Regions from separate parts of the Danio rerio genome. Here region 2 is linked to region 1. A link is a contact called in public Micro-C data. All regions are on one chromosome and are shown on one strand. Each heading gives the region's core, a stretch centred on a gene start, on an enhancer-like site or on the middle of the called end of the contact. The rest is flanking DNA. Distances are from core to core; before and after follow the strand shown. Region 1 holds the start of efna1a (ephrin-A1a). Region 2 holds the start of dpm3 (dolichyl-phosphate mannosyltransferase subunit 3, regulatory).

Region 1 (4,938 bases), core at 1,240-3,739:
CTTTCTGTCTGTTATCAGTGTTTCTCTGTATGACTAATTCAATCTCACTCCCTTTGGGCTATTGGAATATTAACACCAACTGTTTAAAGATGATAAAATCATTACGGTAATTCAGCATGACCCTGCAATTTATTTGCCAGCCTTTAGCTTTAGGAAACTTGATTCATCTGAACGAATCGGTTCATTTCAGTGAATCAGTTCATAAAACGTAATGGAGTCACCAGTAAAACTAAAGAAGAAATTCATGAGATAAAATTAATATATTGTTTCTGGTTTAACATGTGGATAAATACTGCCATATCAACATCAAATTGATAACTTTTTTTACATGTATGGCTTTGGCTTATTTTGCAGGTTTAGAGTAAAACATATTTTGGAAACTCTTTCATTTCAGTGTTAAAAAATTGTTTTTCAGTGCAATTTTAACATCAGGAAAGAAACTTTAATAACTCTATTTACATCTTCTTGGTAAAGAGTCTTCTTTACCAAAATCATTCAATATTTAACACATTTTTGGAGGGACAATTCATTTACTGATACAGATAAAGTCAGAATTAATGGATTTTTTTCTTTTTAAAAATATTTTCCAAATTATGTTTAACAGAGCAAGGGACTTTTCACAGTATGTCTGATAATGTTTTTTCTTCTGCAGCAAGTCTCATTTGTTTTATCTTGGCAAGAATAAAATGAGCTTTTAATAATAATAATAATAATAATAATAATAATAATAATAATAATAATAATAATAATAATAATAATAAAACATTTTAAGGTCAAAATTATTAGCCCCTTTAAGCTTTATTTTTTCCGATTGTCTACAAAACAAGCCATCGATACACAATAACTTGTCTAATTACCCTAACCTGGCTAGTTAACCTAATTAACCTAGTTAAGCCTTTAAATGTCACTTTAAGCTGTAAAGAAGTGTCTTAAAAACTAGTAAAATATTAATTACAGTCATCATGGCAAAGATAAAATAAACCAGTTATAAAGAATGAGTTATAAAAACTATAATGTTTAGAAAAGTGTTGAAAAAAATCTTCTCTCCGTTAAACAGAAATAAACCGGGGGGCTACTAGTCCAGAGGGGCTAATAATTCTGACTTCAACTGTATATGGATAAATTACTATTGAGAAAATTCAGTCATTTTCTTTTCGGCTTATCTATATATTTTAAACATAAATGCATGTAATTTGCCTACTAAAACTTAATTACATGTTAATTAAATGCTAAATAGGCATAACGTAATTAGATAGTGTTTTGACAGACTACGTGTCATACATTATTACGCTGAAACAACGTTCTCATCGCAAAACACTCGCTGAGTCGGTTCAACCGAATCACTATAAAAATTCTAAATTGATTCACTCGCGTCTGACTTGTATAGGCAATTTGAGTTTAGCAGTGATTTAGTCATCTGCTTTGCGTTTATCAGTCATCGGAAAAGTCACTCAGCACCTATTTCAACACCTCACTGACTTGTGCGTCAAAAAGCAAAACATTCCTGTGAGTTTCCTCTTCATTTCCAATTCAGTCGGGTATAATCAAACAAATAATTGACCACATGCATAACCTATACTGTATACTGTGAATGTTAACTAGTTATTTACATTAAATGTATTCACGTCCATACGTCAGTTTGTTGGTCTACTTATTCCTGTTAAGGTGTGTACAAGAACGTAGCACACACCCAGTAAAGCATCTTCAAAGAAAGAAGCTTATTTTTGGATCACATGCACAAATGTAAAAAAAAACACACACAAACACACACACACACACACGACATATTCAGGTGATTGGTAGTAGACAGATTATGACGCGAATAAGTGTGCGTGGATTATGTAATCTGTTACAGGTAAAGATGTAACGCTGCAACGTCAAAATGCGTCTGCAGTGTAAACAAACACGAGACTCCAACTCTAGTGGAGCTATCAAATCCACTGACCATTAAAACAATATTACGATACAAATTAATACTCACACACATAGATTAGATAGGATATGTTACCAAATAACATTGTAATTTGCAATATATATATATATATATATATATATATATATATATATATATATATATATATATACATATAAATAGAAGTAAAAAATAAAATGATTAGCCGTCCTATCAGAGTAATTATAACATTGCAAGCAAAATTACAATATGAAATGCACTGCAAAAGGAACATGTGGTACAAATGAGTACTTACTTAGAGTTGGTACTATTCCAGAAAACAGTGAGTCTCTCAGCTGAGGCGAACACAGCGCAGATACTCGCTGCAATGTATAAAAGCCACACCAGATCCATTATAGACCTTCTGTGAATCAATCCAAAATGAAGAAAATAACCAGCAACTGGTAAAGTTTCCTCTAAATCTCTGTGCAGTGGATGCAAACTGCTTTCAAGTTAGTTAATATGCAGGTTGTAGCTGTAATGCAAATACTGAATCAAGAGATCCGCGTCTATTATCTATCTAGTCAGTACTGAATGAAACTTTCTACACGTCGCAGTTTGGTTTTGTGGAAACGCCTCCACGCAAGCCACGCCCTGCAGCCAATCAGAACCCAGGCTTCCTTCTTTATGAAGGAGAGGCAGTCGATCGCCCTCTACAGATACTGTAGCTCAGTCTGAGGTTGGGGAATCGATTGTAAACATGTTTTCCGATTAGACTGTGACAAAGTGTTCTTAGAAATTCGACAGAGTTATGGAACATAATATGATATGGAAAAAAAAATAAACATTTGTATCGATTCACTCCCAGACATTCAGTCTGACTGGATAGGTGTTGATAGTCCGTAAGGGCTTTTTAACACATAGGGCATAAATGCTTTCATCTTCCCAATCAACAAAGTTCGGATAAAAACAAGCCATTAACACTTTCACACATACTCGAAATGCAAGTTAGACTAGTCTTTGGTCAATCCAATTTGGTCTGATTTTATTTGATGTCCTATTCAACTGATATTTAATCCACTGAATAGGCTACAAGTGATTAACCTCCCACATGAAACCAAACCATTGCATTACATATCAATAAAGGGGTCATGTTTTATGGTGTTCTATCCTCCTCATTTAGGTAAATATGAATATTTAGACAGTTTTAAATATTATTATTAATAATAATAATAATAATAATAATAATAATAATAATAATAATAATAATAATAATAATAATAATAATAATAAATAATTTTAAAAATCTAAACTGAACATGTTTTTGGGGTCGTTCATACTTTTAGCCTATACCTAAAACTTGGGTTAAAACAACCTAGCACTTTTAGTGTATAGTTTGCTGTCCACACATTTGGTATCCACATATATTTAAGACATTTTGATTTAGTAAAATGTCCAGTGTGCACCTTACATTTTTAGTCTAGTTTCACTATCACACACAAACAGTTGTGTTTGTGTATTGCACAATACACACTGACTGTTGACAGATTCAAGAAGAGCCAGCAGGCGTTTTAGCACTCTTGTCAAAACAGCATTACTTCTGCTGAATGCTAATGCAAAATTCAAGCCCCACTCACGGAGCAAATCATGGGGCTCAAATCTCCTTTATCTCCCCTTTTAATAGTGAGCCTGATATGCGCAGTGTTGGCTTTAAGTATTAACTACTGTAATTAGATTACTTTTTATCAAAAAAAGATATCACTTATTTATTTTTTTGCAAGTTAATTACAGTTACTTATAATTTACTTGCCTCAAATACTGTAAATAAATTCAACAGGTCTGGATTAATCAATCCAAAGAAGCAGAGTAAATATATTTTGCAGAATAATTATATTTTCCACCTAAAAAGGTTACATTTTTAAAGATGATTGAACATGCTTAAGCATGTGAAAAACAATAGATTGAGTAAGAAATATGATGTCATTACTCAAAAAAATATTCATATACATATGCTATAATGTCTTATTTGGATCAAATTTAAAGAATGAAAAGAATTGAATTTATTTTTTCTATGCATTTAGATTCACACGAATTTTAAATAGTATTGAGTGAAATATTTAAATTACTTAATAAGCAATTTAGATGGATATACTCAACCCACACACACTCACCGGCCACTTTAACAGGTACAACTGCTCGTTAGTGCAAATATATAATCACCCAATCACATGGCAGCAACTCAATGCATTTGTTTATGTAGACATGGTCAAGACGATCTGCTGCAGTTCAAACTGAGCATCCGAATGGGAAAGAAAGGTGAATTAAGTGACTTTGAATGTGGCATGGTTAATAGACGGGCTGGTCTGAGTATTTCAGAAACTGCTGATCTACTGAGATTTTCAAGCACAACCATCTCTAGGGTTTACAGAGAATGGTCTAAAAAAGAGAAAATATCCAGTGAGCGGCAGTTCTGTGGGAGCAAATGCCTTGTAGATGGCGGAGGTCAGAGGAGAATGGCCAGACTGGTTCCAGCTGATAGTAAGGCAACATTAACTCCAATTTGTATCATTGATTGCAGCCGCCAAACCTGCAGCAACAACGTGATGCTATCATGTCAATATGGACCAAAATTTCTGAGGTACCTTGTTGAATCTATGCTACAAAAGATTAAGGCAGTTCTGAAGGCAAAAACGAGCCCAACCAGGTACTAGTAAGGTGTACCTAATAAAGTGGCCAGTGAGTGTATATACATACAGAAGTATTTCAGGAAACACACCATCGTTTTTAACTCTGTTCGAACTAATGAAAGATCTTTTATTTAAGACTAAATAATCTCTTCATTTTGATATTAAGACGTTTTATTGCTTTTATTTCAGGCTCTGGATATTGTGTGTCAGTATGGCAATAGTAAAAAGCGTATAGGGTTTACATTGCTCTTATAACCTTATAAATCCATGGTAACACTTTACAATAAGGTTCATTAGTTAATGCATTTACTAACATGAACTAATCATGAACAACACATGTACAGGATTTATTTATCATAA
Region 2 (4,826 bases), core at 802-3,301, 55 kb before region 1:
CGCTAATACTGAGTTACCTTTGCATAACTCATTGAGTGTGACGATACTTTCGATTTACTTTTGCGTAACTTATTCACTGAGTGCTACCATACTTTTAAGTTATTTTTGCATAATTGTGTGATTCAATGTCACTGTTAATTTCAATTCAGCAATATATGTTTTAAGGTAATTAATGAAACAAAAAAAAATCAAATATCATTACTTAATTTTTTAAAAGTAATACGCTACTTACTCGTTACTTAGAAAAGTATATTTATTACGTAACTTGTATTGTAATGTGTTACCCCCAATCACTGGGCCTACATAATAGCAACTTTTCATTTTCTGTCAATCTTAATGCATAATGTAACTAGAGAAGTGTCAAGCTTTAAATAAGAATAAGAACTCACTTGTCTTTGAACAAGATGCTAATGGTCTAATCCGACTCAATGATCGATGCTGAACTAAGATAAAGGTGCTTTTGTAAGACATGGAGATCAGCTGAATAAATGCAAAAATGGTAAAACTCAATTGTTTTAACTGTTTAGGGAAATAGTAAAATGAGCCGATTTTCAAAAAAGTCAACATGTGCCAGCTCCAAATCATTCTATTTCCCTTTTGACCTTCATGTTCTGGTCTCGTTCTTTAAGTTGTGGGTGTTGTTCTGCTCCATCACCCCCTCTATCTCAGTGCAGCCTGTTCTGTTGTGTCTGCCAACTGCTCTCTGCTGGATCACAGGTTTCCTGAGCTGGAGAGCAGGGACTGGCAGTCTCAAACACTGTGAACGGCCAACTTGCTTTTTTCCCACTGCGCTTCGTGTATGTTCTGTTCACTGAACGCACACTCCTACGCAAACACCCCGGCAGAAGAAAATCACACTGATTATGAAGAGAATTACAGCAATCACAGATAGATAGATAGATAGATAGATAGATAGATAGATAGATAGATAGATAGATAGATAGATAGATAGATAGTCCCACACACATGCCACACTTGCTACACTTCTCTTTTACAGCCGTTCTCTGTACTGAAAGAGGCAGTCGCTGACAAGTGTAAACACCACTAAGAATAACCTCACAGTGATCTCAGCGCTGTCTGAGTGATGTTTATACCCTCTCGGCGGGTGAGGAGGTGTGATGGGTCACGGACGTGCTCAATGGGCGGATGTTCGCCCGCGGCATCCAAAACACAGCACTGTCCACCACTGCCAGCAGGACAGAGACAGAGAAAACAGCTTCAGACTGATGGAGCGCGGGCGTTTCATTTCCTGCCAGCATCACAGATAAAAAAACCTAAATCTCTCAATTGAGGAAAAGGTTCAGTGGATCTTATATATTTTAACTCAATTTAAAAAGCGGAATCAGATCAATTAATTAAATGTACTGTAGGTTAATTTCAGATTCGAATATACAAAATTATTACTGCATTTGTATGTAGGCCTACATTTACAAAAAAAAATCATTGCTGTTCAATCCTACTTTATTTTTTCTCATACACTCTAAAAACGTTGAGTTATTTATTTTAACCCACTGGTCGAGTTAAACATTTATGGTTCATTGCTGGGTTACTTTTAACCTTTATTAAGTTATTTATTTAATAGCTCAACCAGTTATGTTAAATATTTGGTGCTCTGGCTTTGTTGGGTTATTGATTTAATAACTCAACAGTTGGGTGAAAAAAATTGAATTTCAACAGTCAACTGATTTAACTGACACAGTTATGCCTATGTAATGCTGTTTTTGCGCTATAAACTTAAGCTTTAACACAATAATATTGCAGATACAGTATATACTAATATTAGACTAAAGCCTACATTTAAGATAATGGAGTAAAAAGAAACGAAATGCCCATTTCCCCTTCTCTTTCAGCAGGGTTTAGGAGATCAGTATTTCATAAAGGTTTGTTTAAGTTTTAAACAAACAGACAAACTTCCAGTTATACTAAAAAAATGCTGTTTTGGTCCTTAGATATTTAATTATCTCTCGTTTCTATAAACATTTGAAAGCACAGACCGTTTTAAAAACAACCGTGAAGACGTGCACTACATTTCCCATAATACTATTCGCCATTTACGTCATCAACCTGCGTCAATAATCCGAAAACAGTGAGCTGGCATTGAATAGTAGGTAAGAGAGAGAGTTTATTAGTAACGTTACATTATAAGTCCAGTTTCATTTATTAACATAAATTTTTAGTCGCTAATTATTGACGCCAAGTTAACAGATTTCCTCCGTTTAGCGCTGACTGTCAGATTTCATTGTAACCACCTGTAATCATTAGCAATCGTGCTAGCTTTAATACGAGTGAGGATTAAAGCGAATTTAAAAGCAGTATATGCATTTATTCTAATTTTTAGTCACATATGATGTTTCTTGATCTTCTGATTTCGTCTGTATCAAACACTGGTCAAAAAAACGAAGCTTTGAGGCTTTTAATCTAATGTTCTGCATTGTTTATTAGAAATATTCTTATTTTTTAAGTGCACTATACTCATGTTTTAACTAAATATTTATATGGAACGCACAAAAGCCATACAGTGTCATTTAAATACAATTAAGTGAAATATAACAGCCTAACCTTATTGAGGTAAAGTTTTTATATATTCGCTCAATCAGACTTCATGCTTAATAATATTACTTCAAAATAGTATTCTTTGCCAATTCAAATGGTGTAATCATATTAGCAGCCAATAACCATCAAAGCAAAACAATTTTCACAGTCAATTAAATAGAGCTGATGTTGTTTTGAAGTCATACTTGCATAAGATTTCTGACCAAACAGGTTGCGAATTACATGGGGAGTTTGGGAAGTATTAACCCTCTAATTAAGGCTGGATCCCTCTTGAAGGACGTCCAAACAAGATGTATTGATGGGTCAGCGTTTTAAAACTGAAAGTTCACTCTGATCTGTATTTTAAGTAATAATGTTAATAATTAAAATAGTAGACATCCATATGACCACCCCTATAAAGGTTCATACCATTGTGAATGCATAATTGTGCCCGTCAGTCTACGCGAGAAAAAAAGTCATTCAACAGTATGAAACTGGCAGATTCAGAGCACCGATAGACACCGTAAGAATTAGCAAGGCTGTTTTCTTATAAAATAGGGGTTTGTTTCTACATGTAGCCTAAAAGCAAACTCAAATTAGATGCATAGTTTGTAAAGTTTGACCTAAGATAAGTTGAAATGGCTAGCCTGTCAGAATACACTAAACAGCCTTTCCAATAAAACACTGAAAACTGAAATACACTTATTTATAATTCAATATAATATATACATTTTTGAATAAATTAGGTGTAATTTAAATAAATACGTGAATTTGATTCACTGAAGCATGTATTACACAAACATTACTGATAAAGTCAATGTATAATTCGCACACTAAGACTAAATATTTAAAGTAGCGTGGTAAACAATATAATTACCATTTCACTGTTAAAAAAATAAATAAATAAATTAACAAGTGTGCGAATACTAAACCAACTTCACCTCATTTCTAACATTATATTCTCCTATTTATCCTCAAAGGTGGATTATCTGTGTCTTCAATCATCTCGCAATCCCCCAAACCATGACCAAGCTTCTGCAGTGGCTTCTTGCGGTGTCTCTGATTGGCATTGCATGGGGACTCGTTACCTTCGACCTCCTGGATTTGCATTTGCTGCCCCAGTATAAAGAGCTTGCATGGCCGATGCCCGTGTACCTGCTGGTGGTGTTTGGGTGTTATTCTCTGGCCACTGTCGGCTACCGTGTGGCTACATTTAATGACTGTGAGGATGCGGCCAAAGAGCTGCAAGCGCAAATAAAAGAAGCCAAAGAGGACTTGAGGAAGAAAGGACTGAAGATGTGAAACTAGTTTGTGATTATCAATATTCTTTATTTCTCTGTGCACAACATTTCCTCCACGGTGACTGCAGTCTGGTTCTATGGATGTTTGCACTGTCATATGGACTAAAATGAAAACAGGTCAGCTTAGTTCATGTTTATTTCAACATGGTGTAAACTCCTGCACACCTGTGAATCTATTTTCAGCTCCAGGACAGCTTTATTTAAAACATTACTGAAACATTGTGGACATATTGTCAGTGCAGAGAAGTGCTATTTTTGTACAGTCCCAAGTCCAGAGTGTGTGTATTTGCATTGGCCGAGGAATGAATATGGCTCTTTCTGTTTTTAGTGAAGTCAGAATTCGGTTTCAGATTTACACATGAACTGTGCTTGTGAAAGAAATGTGTCGGTCAATTAAAAAAAAAAAAAAAAAAAAAAAGATTTACAAATGTAAAACATTTGTGTTGAATTCCATTACGGTACTTATTAAATAACATTTTAAGGGTCAGAATGTTTAATTTGAACATTATGTGGTATTTGATTGCCTGAATAGATAAAAACTACTTTATAAGGTAATTTTCCATTGCGTTTTCTCCAGGACATTCCACATAATAAAACTGATGCTTGATGCAAAATGTGTAAATCACATGTCAATCAAAACACAGACCGATTCATTTTCAACTGCAATGTAAATGTAACTTTTTGAAGCTGTTAATAAAACAAAGATGTATGCTTTAAAAAAAAAAAGCTTCAGTCTTACTGGTTCAACGCTTCACACCAGGAATAACTACAAAGAGATAAAAAAAAAAAAGTATCCTCAGCTAAAATAATTGCATTATTACCAGACCCACTTTGGGAATTTTTTTTTTTTAAGTTTATGAACAAAATCACTGATAGCCAGTGGTGGATAAGAGTACAGAAAAGTCATACCTAAGTACCATTACTTGCCTAAAAATGTAGTGCAGGTAGAATAAAAGAATCTGATGTAAATATTACTCAAAGTATGAGTAAAAA

Evidence for each region. A called contact is a pair of places that touch in the nucleus more often than the background predicts.
Region 2: a Micro-C map of caudal fin shows a contact between it and region 1, with 1.9 times the contacts expected there. The contact joins the promoter of dpm3 here to the promoter of efna1a in region 1. A contact is called at or near these places in 2 of 18 Hi-C or Micro-C datasets (caudal fin and an unstated tissue) and 3 of 4 datasets of contacts at active chromatin or transcription factors (caudal fin, embryo and gastrula embryo).

Annotation. Positions count from the first base shown.
Region 1 is chr19:9,537,544-9,542,481 of GRCz12tu, reverse strand. It overlaps efna1a (ephrin-A1a), which reads right to left and starts at 2,489. Exons shown (of 5, transcript NM_200597.2): 1 at 2,208-2,489. The coding sequence starts at 2,305.
Region 2 is chr19:9,592,018-9,596,843 of GRCz12tu, reverse strand. dpm3 (dolichyl-phosphate mannosyltransferase subunit 3, regulatory) reads left to right here and starts at 2,051. Exons shown (of 2, transcript NM_200809.2): 1 at 2,051-2,108; 2 at 3,513-4,559. The coding sequence starts at 3,556. The coding sequence ends at 3,834.